Regions from separate parts of the Mus musculus genome. Here region 1 is linked to region 2. The links are chromatin contacts, called in public Hi-C maps. All regions are on one chromosome and are shown on one strand. Each heading gives the region's core, a stretch centred on a gene start, on an enhancer-like site or on the middle of the called end of the contact. The rest is flanking DNA. Distances are from core to core; before and after follow the strand shown.

Evidence for each region. Hi-C and Micro-C count contacts between places; a contact is called where the count stands out from the background.
Region 1: a Hi-C map of uterus shows a contact between it and region 2, with 2.4 times the contacts expected there. The contact joins two enhancer-like sites. A contact is called at or near these places in 5 of 484 Hi-C or Micro-C datasets (the N1E-115 cell line, Sertoli cells, cortical neurons and 2 more).

The regions. Positions count from the first base shown.
Region 1 is chr15:32,327,770-32,333,076 of GRCm38.p6, reverse strand. All of the region lies in intron 1 of Sema5a (sema domain, seven thrombospondin repeats (type 1 and type 1-like), transmembrane domain (TM) and short cytoplasmic domain, (semaphorin) 5A), which reads right to left. Among named protein-coding and RNA genes, the nearest start is that of Sema5a, 86 kb to the right of the region's middle. Within about 2 kb of position 3,601, at least 72 of the 459 cell types and tissues checked have an H3K27ac peak or open chromatin away from gene starts, as enhancers often do. A contact at or near this core is called in uterus, where this site is marked.
Region 2 is chr15:32,016,649-32,021,859 of GRCm38.p6, reverse strand. No RefSeq gene overlaps it. Among named protein-coding and RNA genes, the nearest start is that of Gm32499, 140 kb to the left of the region's middle. Within about 2 kb of position 1,354, at least 31 of the 459 cell types and tissues checked have an H3K27ac peak or open chromatin away from gene starts, as enhancers often do. A contact at or near this core is called in uterus, where this site is marked.

The sequences.
Region 1 (5,307 bases), core at 2,352-4,851, 310 kb before region 2:
ATAAGACCCTAAGACAAGTATTAAACAGTAAAACAGGAGCTACCCAAGTTTCATCATGCAACCAGCTCCTGAAGGTGCTACTGTAGATGCTACAAAGTCCACCGAGGCCAGGACAGAAGCAATGAAGCTCTTTCACAGTGGAGCCTCAGAAGACAGACGTAGAGCTCAGAATCAGCTGCAGAGGGATGGTATTCATCACCCAGGGAGTGGGAACATGCTGAGAGCTGCCTCACAGGGAGATCTACCAAGAGTATCAAAATAGGTCCCATATGATTCTCCTCAGGTGATGTCCTAATCACCAAGGATGAGTTAGAAAGAGAAGATACTTCTTGGCTCTCTTACCTCTGAGCATAACTTCCTACCTTGGTGTCTCCAAATGTTGCTTCTTTCACAGAAAAACAACTTCTCACCAGGACAAGGCAATACAGTCGGCCCTCCTAACATACAGATTCTGTGTTCACAGATTCATCTGTTAACTTAAATTTGTGCCTTCCAAATCAGTCTTGTTTGAATCACTTCCAGTCATTCACTGAGAAAGAATATCAGGACAATAGCCCTGAGCCGCCCAAGTGTACATCTGAGCTGCAGTCTAAGTGCAGCTCTCTGCCTCTTTATCCCTGCTCTCCTACAGGGAGCCAGAGTCACAGGATCTTCAGTGACACATTTGTTGCACTGTGTGTGTCTCTCTGTGTGTGTGTGTGTGTGTGTGTGTGTGTGTGTGTGTGTGTGTGTGTATCCTTATTACACATGCAGAGGTTAACTCTTCGTATCATTCTACAAATGTTGTCACATTGTTTTTCAAGATTGGGTTGGTTTGTTTGTTTGTTTGTTCATTTTAAGATAGGGTCTCACTACATAGCTGTGGAGCCAGATGGCCTGGAACTCATCAAGATCTTCCTGCCTCTGCCTCCACAGTGCTACAATAAAAAGCATACACCACTAGGCTCTGCTCAAAACAGAGTTTCTCTATTGGCTAGAAACTCAACTAGACTAGGCTGGCTCCCTAGCAAGCTCCTGAGATTTTTCTACCTGCTCCTCCCCAGAGCTAGGATTACAGGCAAGCATCATCACCTGTGGCCCTTGGAATCATATTCGGTTCTTCATGTGTGCAATGCAAACTTCTTATCAATCCAGGAAGCTACTCACCCTCACTGTAGTAGACTGTGTCGGTAATTAACCTGATTAAAATTGTGCCAAAGCAGTGCTGACGTGTGTTCTACTTTTCCTGAGTACAAGGCTATAAGACCCCCCTCCCCAAAAAATGCTAAGCAAGTACCGTTCAAATAGTAATTATCATTCAATTATTCATAAGGTTAGAACAACAACAACAACAAAACACTACATAGGGCTGGAGACCTAAACCAGTGGGCAAGACAAGGTTCCAAGCACCCAAGAGCTGGGTGTGGACATGACATCTTTAGCCTCAGCACTAAGGGATGCAGAGATGGGATTACTGGGTCTTGATGGCCAAATGACCTACCCTGAACAAAGGACAAACTCTAAGTTTAGTGAAAGACTCTGTCTCAAAAGAATAAAGGGGACACTTGGAAAGGATATTTATGTATTCTTCTGGCTTCCACATCTATGAACATGGGGATATATGAACATGGGGATATATATATATATACTAATTAAAACCTACAAATGTGACTATTCTGTGGTCAACTGATGCAAATTTTGTGCCCAATCCAACCCCATAGTCTTCCTGAGAACAATGGTTCAGTATTTGTTAGTTCAGGATTTACAAAGACTTAGAGAAAATACCACGGATAACAGAATGGGTTATGCATGCTAAAGGGCACGGGCAACAGCTGAAAAGCAGCACCTGCTCCCCAGCTCTGCATAGAACAGAACAGCACAGGCAGATGAAGGAAGACTGAAAAAAAAAATAGTGAAGTACAGATGACACAGAGGACCAGCCAGCTCAGATGCACAGTGGGAGACAAGGAGGTCATAGAACAGAAACTCAGGAGACACAGCTGCCCACACATTCTCAAAGCAAGCTGTGGCTGTGTGTCTAAGAGGAGCCCATAACTCACCTTGCTACCAGCAAGGTAGGAGAGGCCCAGGAGCCTGTCTATCTGGCGCTAACCACCATAGGAAATGACCTTTGTGAAGCCAACCTGCAGTGAAAATGAGGTCCCAAAGAAACAGAAATCTGGGTGGTTAATAGGCATCAGGGAGGATGGGCTGGTGGCTAAGGTCACTGGTGGAATAAGAGTCCAGGTTTTGGCTCAGAGGGCTTCTTATGGCTTTAATGACGCCAGTGCCATGCGAACCACCTCATCTAGTTCTCATTAGAGAAGGGCAATCTTTGTTCCCTGGATTTAAGCAATGATTACAATCTAAAAGAATTGATTGTGTCTCATTATGCTGGAGATAATATATTCCTGATGATTCAGGCCATTAACTTGAACCTCCAAATACCAACACAGGTCATGCAGCGCCCCTTTAATGTATTCCCATCTGTTGTGCATCTGATAGGAAACGGTGTTCCTAACACACGGTACATGAAAGAGAAACTGAGTGAGAAAGCAGGGCAGAACAGCCGGCTCTGTTCCTTTGATTGTTTCCCACTCCAGGAACATCTTATCTTAATTTAATTGAGCCGCTCTGGTACAGCGAGATCTTTAATATTTAAAAAAGCAAAGCAAAACAAAGAGCAAATAAATCCAAAAGTGGAACAAACTAAAAAGACATGGGGCTGTGTCTCACAGCTTCCTGGTCTCATGCCCTCATCTCCGTCTCCGGCTGCATCTGCTCTGCATCATGTGAGGACGTGGAACCACCACTTCTAGGTAGAATTGGCTTCCTTTAAACCCATGGCTCCCATTATGGGGATCGAAACACACAAAACAACAACAAAAACTGAGTGTCCCTCTCTCCTTCCACTTGAAGACTGACAGTTTCTAAAAGGGGAGCCAAACTCAAGGAAGGAATTCACATGTGTCAACACAAATCAAACACGCTCGGGCGCGTGTGTATGCACTCCTCTTCCATTGAATAAATAATTCTGACTGTGATCACAAAAACATAAATGAGCGATAAATGCATTCATAAAGGAAATAAAAATTTATCAAAACCATAAATAACAATCTAACAATTCTAACATCTTCGGACAGGAATCAGTTACCAAGTTTTCATGCAGTCAGCACAAGCCCTGGCTTGCTCTGGTCCAGCCAGGCCCCAAGGGTCCAATCACTGCAAACTGAAGCCACTTCTTTCAGATTCCCTCTAATCACATCAACACAAAACTGAACTGCAGTGTGCAGTTAGAAAAGCCTCTGAAGTAGACGACAGTGTTTTCAAACTAACATCCAGCAGTACTGCATAACAATACTTTTAAAACAAGCATCCTACTAGGCTTTTCCATCCAAACTGGCTCTAAAATATTCTCTGCCTCTACTAACACTGGGATGTATGTGTCTGCCAGTTAAAAGACCATTAAAATTCTGTTCCAGAAAGCAGAGAAATAGCTGATGATCCAACTAAAACCTACAGACAGCGTTTCTTTCTAAAAACACAAGGCTGAGTTGGTAAGAGGCTCACTGTCTGAGAGCCTGGATGCAGAGTGCACAAAGGAAGAGAGCCATCAAAAGGATCTGAGGACAAGCACAGGAAGCCCTTATAAAGAATCAAGTTTCTGCCTCCTGTCTCTGCTGATGACAGCAGGAGCAGCTCTTTGTTCATAAGGCCTGCTGCAGTTTCAGTGCTTAGACAGGGCATCATTCCAATGAAGACGAGTCTTTCTGGGTACCCTGAAGAACTTCCACTCACTATCTCCATCTTCCACAGGAACTACATCTCTATATGTAGCTTGAACAAAAGACTATTGCATCCCTGACACAGAGAGGCGAGGTGGGAAGAGAACTGTGTATCTCTAGGATGCTCTGCCTCCTCAGGAAGCTAAGGCATTCTGATAGCAGCTGATGATAATCTCAACAGACAAGCATCTGGCTCCAGGTTACAGGTAGGAACTGGGGTTTGATGAGGGGGCAGGGTGATTAAAAACAAGGTATAACAAATGCATAACAACACAGGAAACTCAAAGGAAACAAGCAGACACGCAGGACAGAAGAGTGGACATTTCTGGTGAGTGCACCAAGCGCCATGAAGGGCACCTGTGACTTTGGAGCTAACCAGTAGCAGATGTGGCCACAGTTTTGGACTTCCGTCCCTTTAGCCCAGTCTTCATGCAGCCCAACTGGACCCCAAACCACAAAGTGGCTGGAGGAGGGAGAAAAAGGAGGAAGGCTGAGTCAGTCAGTCAGTCAGCTGCAATAACAAAGGGAGAAGGCTCAAACCACAAAAGCTTTTAAAAATAAACACTGTAATTCAAGGCAAGGGGCAGGGGAGGCCACATGCAGGTCTGGGGAGACTTTGAGAAGCACCGGATCCCATCAGACATCATTTCGCAAAGCCACTGGAAATTGCCATTCAAAGAGGTATTTAAAAGACAGTGGAGGGGCCTCCCTTCCCTAAGGAGGACTGCATTACAGTGCTTCTCAAAAAACCCTGCCTGCTCACACTGGCCCACAAACTCCCTTTCATCTTCTAGTGAGTACTTCCTTCCTCAAAGCCCAGGACACTGCAAGCTTCTAGAGTTGTATCTAAACATAAACCAATTTCAGAGATTTGGAAAGAAATGGTCTAAAAGCCTGTTGATTCTAAACTCTACACAAACTATGGACCCAGATTTCCCATGATACTAAGAAAAGGAACATGCCATCCCTCCACAATGTCTCTGGAGAAATCACACTCTCATTTAAACAGACTCTGGGAAAGCATTGCAAAAAAAAAAAAAAATATATATATATATATATATATATATATATATATATATATATATATATATAATAAACAAATAAATAAAAAAGCAGAACTGGTTCCATGACCTGAGTTCAAAGGTCATCTGTGGTCCATGTGCCATGTGCAGTAGAGATGTTTTGTCAATTTTCTGGGCTTCTACTTATTGGGGTTTCAAAACAAGCATGCCATGTTCCTGCTTCCATACAGTGGCTCAGGAAACCTTCAACAACGTTATGATCATAACAAATGAGATTGTTGGTGACACTAGGAGGGTAAGTTATCTACTCTATGGGGTAACCATGGCTAATGAGCTCCCTTTGATTAATGAGAGAGAGAGAGAGAGAGAGAGAGAGATCCTTACCTGAGATTCTTAGATTCTTCCCCACTGTCTTGTGACCACCAAGCCTGATTCTGTCTCCATCAGGAACGTAACTGCTTTTGCTAACAACTTTTCAAGATGAAAATTAAAAACATCAATTTGATGCTCTTTTGGCTCAC
Region 2 (5,211 bases), core at 105-2,604:
GAAAAAAAGTCCCTCAAACTACAATACACAGTAGTGACTAAGTTCTCTCATGTTAAGGGACTTTTATTTAAGCTGGGATATCTGCATGCAATTCTGAACAGCAAAGAAGAACTGCTTTGGAGTTTCTAGTGTGATCCGTCTTTATATTCTGAAGCCTATTTCTCATGCAGATGCCCCACAAAAGTGCAAATGGGGGAACAGTCTACATTGCAGATCAAAATTAAAACTCACTGAAGCATTGGTCTGCATCTGCAGACTAATCCGTTGGTCTTATGCCCGTTTTCTGTTTAGGATGAAGGGCAACACAGATGGATCTGAACCATTACCATTCTACAACTTATCTTTCCCACTGCCCGTGTGCACTTACAGAAGTGTAGTCTCTCACCAAGCTAAACAGAAGGTAAAATGTGGAAAAAACAATCGTAATTCTTTTCCTGGCTCTGTCAGAGAAAATGCATGTGACCTTGGTGGGGGCTGGGAGGGAGTATCTTTTCCCTGTCTTTCCTCATTTTTCAAAGCAGAGAAAGCAAAACTCCATTCATTTAGTAATAAATTATCCTATTACTAAGCATAAACACTGTTATTGTTTAGCCTTTATTTCTGCAATCTGTCAGGACATTCTGAAATTTCTCCATAAAACACACAACTTAATGCACTGTTTTTCCTTTCTTCTTTTGCATGGTGTGTCTGGAGGAGGCAAGGCAGAAGGGTGAACACATGGCCTGGGTAAATGAAATGCTATTTAATTTATTTTCAAATGGATAAAAGGAAATGTAATTAAGCTCCCTAAAAGCCTTCCAAATAAACTTCTCTTTAAAAAGTGGAAAGGAAGATCGTTAACTTATCAAAGTCGTAAATCAGAGTCCATGACACTTGGAGATGAGAACCAGACTGGGATAGCCAGCAGAGGAGCAACTGTCATGGAAGCCAGGCTTCTCAGGACACAGAAAAGGCCAGGCAGGAAGCACAGGAAGCAGACATATTCTGTGTCTGAAGACTCAAGCTCAGATTGGTGTAAGTGAGCACCCCTCCCCCACGTTTTCATCTCCCCTCCCCTCTGCCTCTGCTATTCCCTCCCCTCTGTCTTCATTCCCCTCCACTCCCTTTTCCTCTCCTCCGTTTTGACTTCCCTCCCCTTCTTCTCTCTTTATCTGGTCTTCATGCACGTACAATTAAATATGTTTGTACGTTTTCATTTAATGGCAAATGCCAAGGCGTGCTACAAAGCCACAGAAAGACAGCATTATGGATGGATCTGTAGCCCTCTAGAGAAACACTACTTCTGTTACATATGCCTGCTGCAAAGGACAGTGGAGGAACTCTGACAAACAATAGCCACTGGAGAGTCTGTACTGTTTTGTCAGTTAAATTTACTTTCACTTTCAGGAAGGGCCATATTAGAACCAAATGTAGCTGCCTAACACCTTGTGTGTGGTTCCAGCTTATTGTTGGCTTAGCTTCACAAAAGTTATTAAATGCCTCAAGATCAACATTTTTTTTTATTTTGCCAAAATTTGTTCTCTCCAGGAAAGTAAAGCTAAAATAAATAAATAAATAAAATAACCCAAGCCTCTAATTATATTCTAGGGCTCTGTGATTCTGTTTGAAATGGAACTGATCACTCTCTTAGGGTCATTATTTTTTTTGAAATTTATACACAAAGGAACTGATGTTATTAGGACCCTTTAATATATATACTTCCCTAATGTGGACAGGTATAGGGCCCAATTGTAAACTGATTGTGGCTTGTCATGTATTGGTATGACTCAGGTAATCAAAGTAAAATTTTCCCCACTCAAATGTTATTTTAAACATTTTTAAATGAAATAAGTTTAAGCAGTGACTATCTTATGATCTACACTTTATCAGCTGTCATATGCTTAGTGCTGTAAGCTTTCCTGCCTTTCAACATGACCAAGTATAAATGTGTTCCTTCAGTGTTTTAAAAGATCATGTTAATCTGACATAAAATATGATGGTATATGACAATGAATTGTAATTGATTTTATTGGATCATTGAACCAAAGGTAGCAAAGATCTAATCTAATATTATATCATCAAAATAAAGATGTTGAAACTAAAATAAACACAAAATAGTGACCAGGAATAAAGTAGAATTGAAGCACAGTATAAAATCCCTTTCATGAAAATAGTCTCAAAGCACAGATAAACATAAATTGAAAATCCCTTGCTTTTTTTTTTCTTTAAACATCCTCAAGACAGCACAGTTTCCTGCTCATGTGAGACGCTTATCAGAAAGAGTAAGAAGTCACACATCTAAGGAGAAATATTTCTCTGTGGTGTGTAATAAAAATCAGAATTACTGAGCTTTTCCAGCCATCAGCTCTCTTGACCTGTTTGGAAGTCTTCAGTAAAGTTTTCCTAGGTCTGCAGAAGAGCCAGGAAACCTTAAAACAGTTCATAGTTCCGATGATGATATAATTTACAATCTTTACATTTTAAGGATAATTTTCTAATAAAAGCAATTCCATTAGGCAATACAAAAAATACACATTCAAGTAAAATACACTGAGAACAACAGTGACTACTTTGCAATTGGTCTGATGATAAAGGGTGCTCATTATATTGTTCTTTCCACCCCTCAAATTGTCTGCAATATACGTGCTGCAAGCAATCGCGTGCGTGCCGCCAGTAATCTCTGAGGAGAGCCGTGTGTGTGTGCTGAGAGCAATCGCCATTATAAGATGGCGCGGGCCTCCGCTGTGCCTAACTAGTAAACAAGCCTTGTACGCAGGTGCAAGAGTGAATTCACTCCTAGTCACTCCCATTCTCGGGGTGTAATAGTGGGGTGATGGGCAAGCAACGAATCGGGAGCTGTCACGCCATATCAGGTGCTGAAACGTCATGCTGCGGGTTATAAAAGCAGCGCCATTTTCCCGGTTCGGGATCTTCCTGAGAAACAAGCAATAAAGCTTTTGCCGCGGAAGATTCTGGTTTGTTGCGTCTTTCTTGCCGGTCGAGCGGGACGCAATAGCAACACATGGTCAGTATTAGAAAACTCCTCCCTCAGATTAGCTTTCTTTATACCAGGAGGTCCTGTGCCAGCTCCTGGAGAAGAAAAATCAACACTATTCCCCATATGTAAACCCTGATAGACACAACAAAGACCAGACTGGCAAGATACACCCATGGGTGCATTAGTGGCCTGAAAGTTAAAGAGGTAAGCAACCACTCTGTGATTGGATTTAAGGCTTGCTCTGCAAGAGAAAACACAGGCCTAATGCTAGAAATTTAACTGAGAATTCATAGCTGGAGAACTCATAAGCTTGGGGGTAAATCTACTATTACTATTTTGCTAAAGTGAATTAGTTTCAAACTGTTTCCTAAATATGTATGCCCATAAACAAGTGCAGATATCTCAGCCCTCACGAGAGGTGCAACTTTGCCGGGTGGACAGAAATTAGCACAAAGACTGACACTGGTAGAAGTACACAGAACAAGTGACAGTGAAGTTCTCAGCCGTTAAGTAGGCCACATATATCACATCCCTACCCCCTAGACTCAGGGAGCATCACAAAAGAAGGTGTGGAAAGATTGTACGAGCCAGATTTCTAGGAGTACTGCTCTATAATACAGTCTTCTGGGGATGATAGCACTAATGTACTTATGAACTCACAGCAACTGTCTTTGCATACATGAGACCTGTACAAGATGGACCAAATCCAACCTGGATGGGAGAGGAGCACATGTGTCCTCCACACCTACCTGAGAAGCTATTGAGAGTTGGTGCTTTCTTGGAGTAGGAGAACAAATCTTCTTTAGAGATATGGTCCTCTCTAGAGGAAATTGGCTGTGTTCTGGTGAGTAGCCTCACACCCGTACATATATGAGCAGCAACTAACTGAACTGGGAAGACTACAAAACACACACACACACACACACACACACACACATACACACACAAAAGAAGACACGAAATTGGGAGGGAGGGTTGAAAAGTTTCCAAAGAATTTAGAGATGGGGAATGGGAGATCAAATATGATATAAATACATGTATGCATGTATGAAATTCTTGAAGAATAAAGAAAAATATTTTAAAATAATAATTTCCATATAATAGTTTCTCCCAAACTGGCTAGTATTTTTATTTGCTAAATATCACACTTCACTGGGTCTATGTGATTCAAAAATCTTATAAAAGAGTCTTGGGTTTGTCTGGTCAGCAGAATCTTAATGGAAACTAGAGGCAAGTACACACACTGTTTAAATTTTCTGTGGGTGAGCAGCAGTGTTAGTCACACAGAGAGATGCCCACAGCTGAGCATAGCAATGGTACCACACGCTGGGATGAGAATGGGCTTTCTTTTTATTTTGCACATACCTATGTCCTTTCTGTTATTGTTGGGGAAAGTTTGCCTTTTAATGAAAACTTGATTAATAAACATATACATTTTTGTTTGGAGACATGCTTGAGAATTAGACAGTGGTAGTAGCCATGTGTCCCTGCCAGTCAGTAAAGCCAGCCATTGGGCTGTAGTACTTTAGGGTAGAAATTTTATTCTATGTCAATTGTTTTAAAACAAAATCAGAAGACACTGCAGAAGCACCTCAGATTTAGGATTGAGCTTTCTGGAATGGTTCCCTCTGCTCCTTCATCACCACTGTGTCTCATTCTGGCCCAACAGCAGATCATGGTGCCAAATGCAGACAGGAACAATTAGTGGAGGCTATAATGTCCTCAGGGGTTTCTCTCCCACAGCTGAGCTTTTGAAAGTGAAGTAGGAGTGAGCAAACAAATGGACGCATCAGCTCACATTAAGGGAGACTCCTGGGAAAGAAATTTCTTTCCTTAATAGTACAGGAAATGTCCTTGCTTATGGAGGATTGGAAACTCAGTCACACTTGAGGGCATGTGTCCTCACTATGGCCACCCCCAGCTCTTTTTACCAACCCTTAGTTAGCCCCCATTGATGCCTGTACTATCTGCCCTTTGTTGCATAATTAACCATTTGGTAGTGTAAGACATCCAAGGTTTATGTAGTTTATAATTCTGCACTTCTCAGATGAGGCCTTCGTAGCTCACCCTCCAGGTGATCAGGTTAGTCAGCTGGCTGTAAACTGGGCTAACCTGTCTGCTTTCCCCCTCTTTGCCCATCAAGGGATCCTGGACTGTTTGCACAGTAGAACAAGCTTCCAAGAAGACAAGTGATGCTTGTAATGCCAAACCAACAGGGATGGCATGTCATGGTC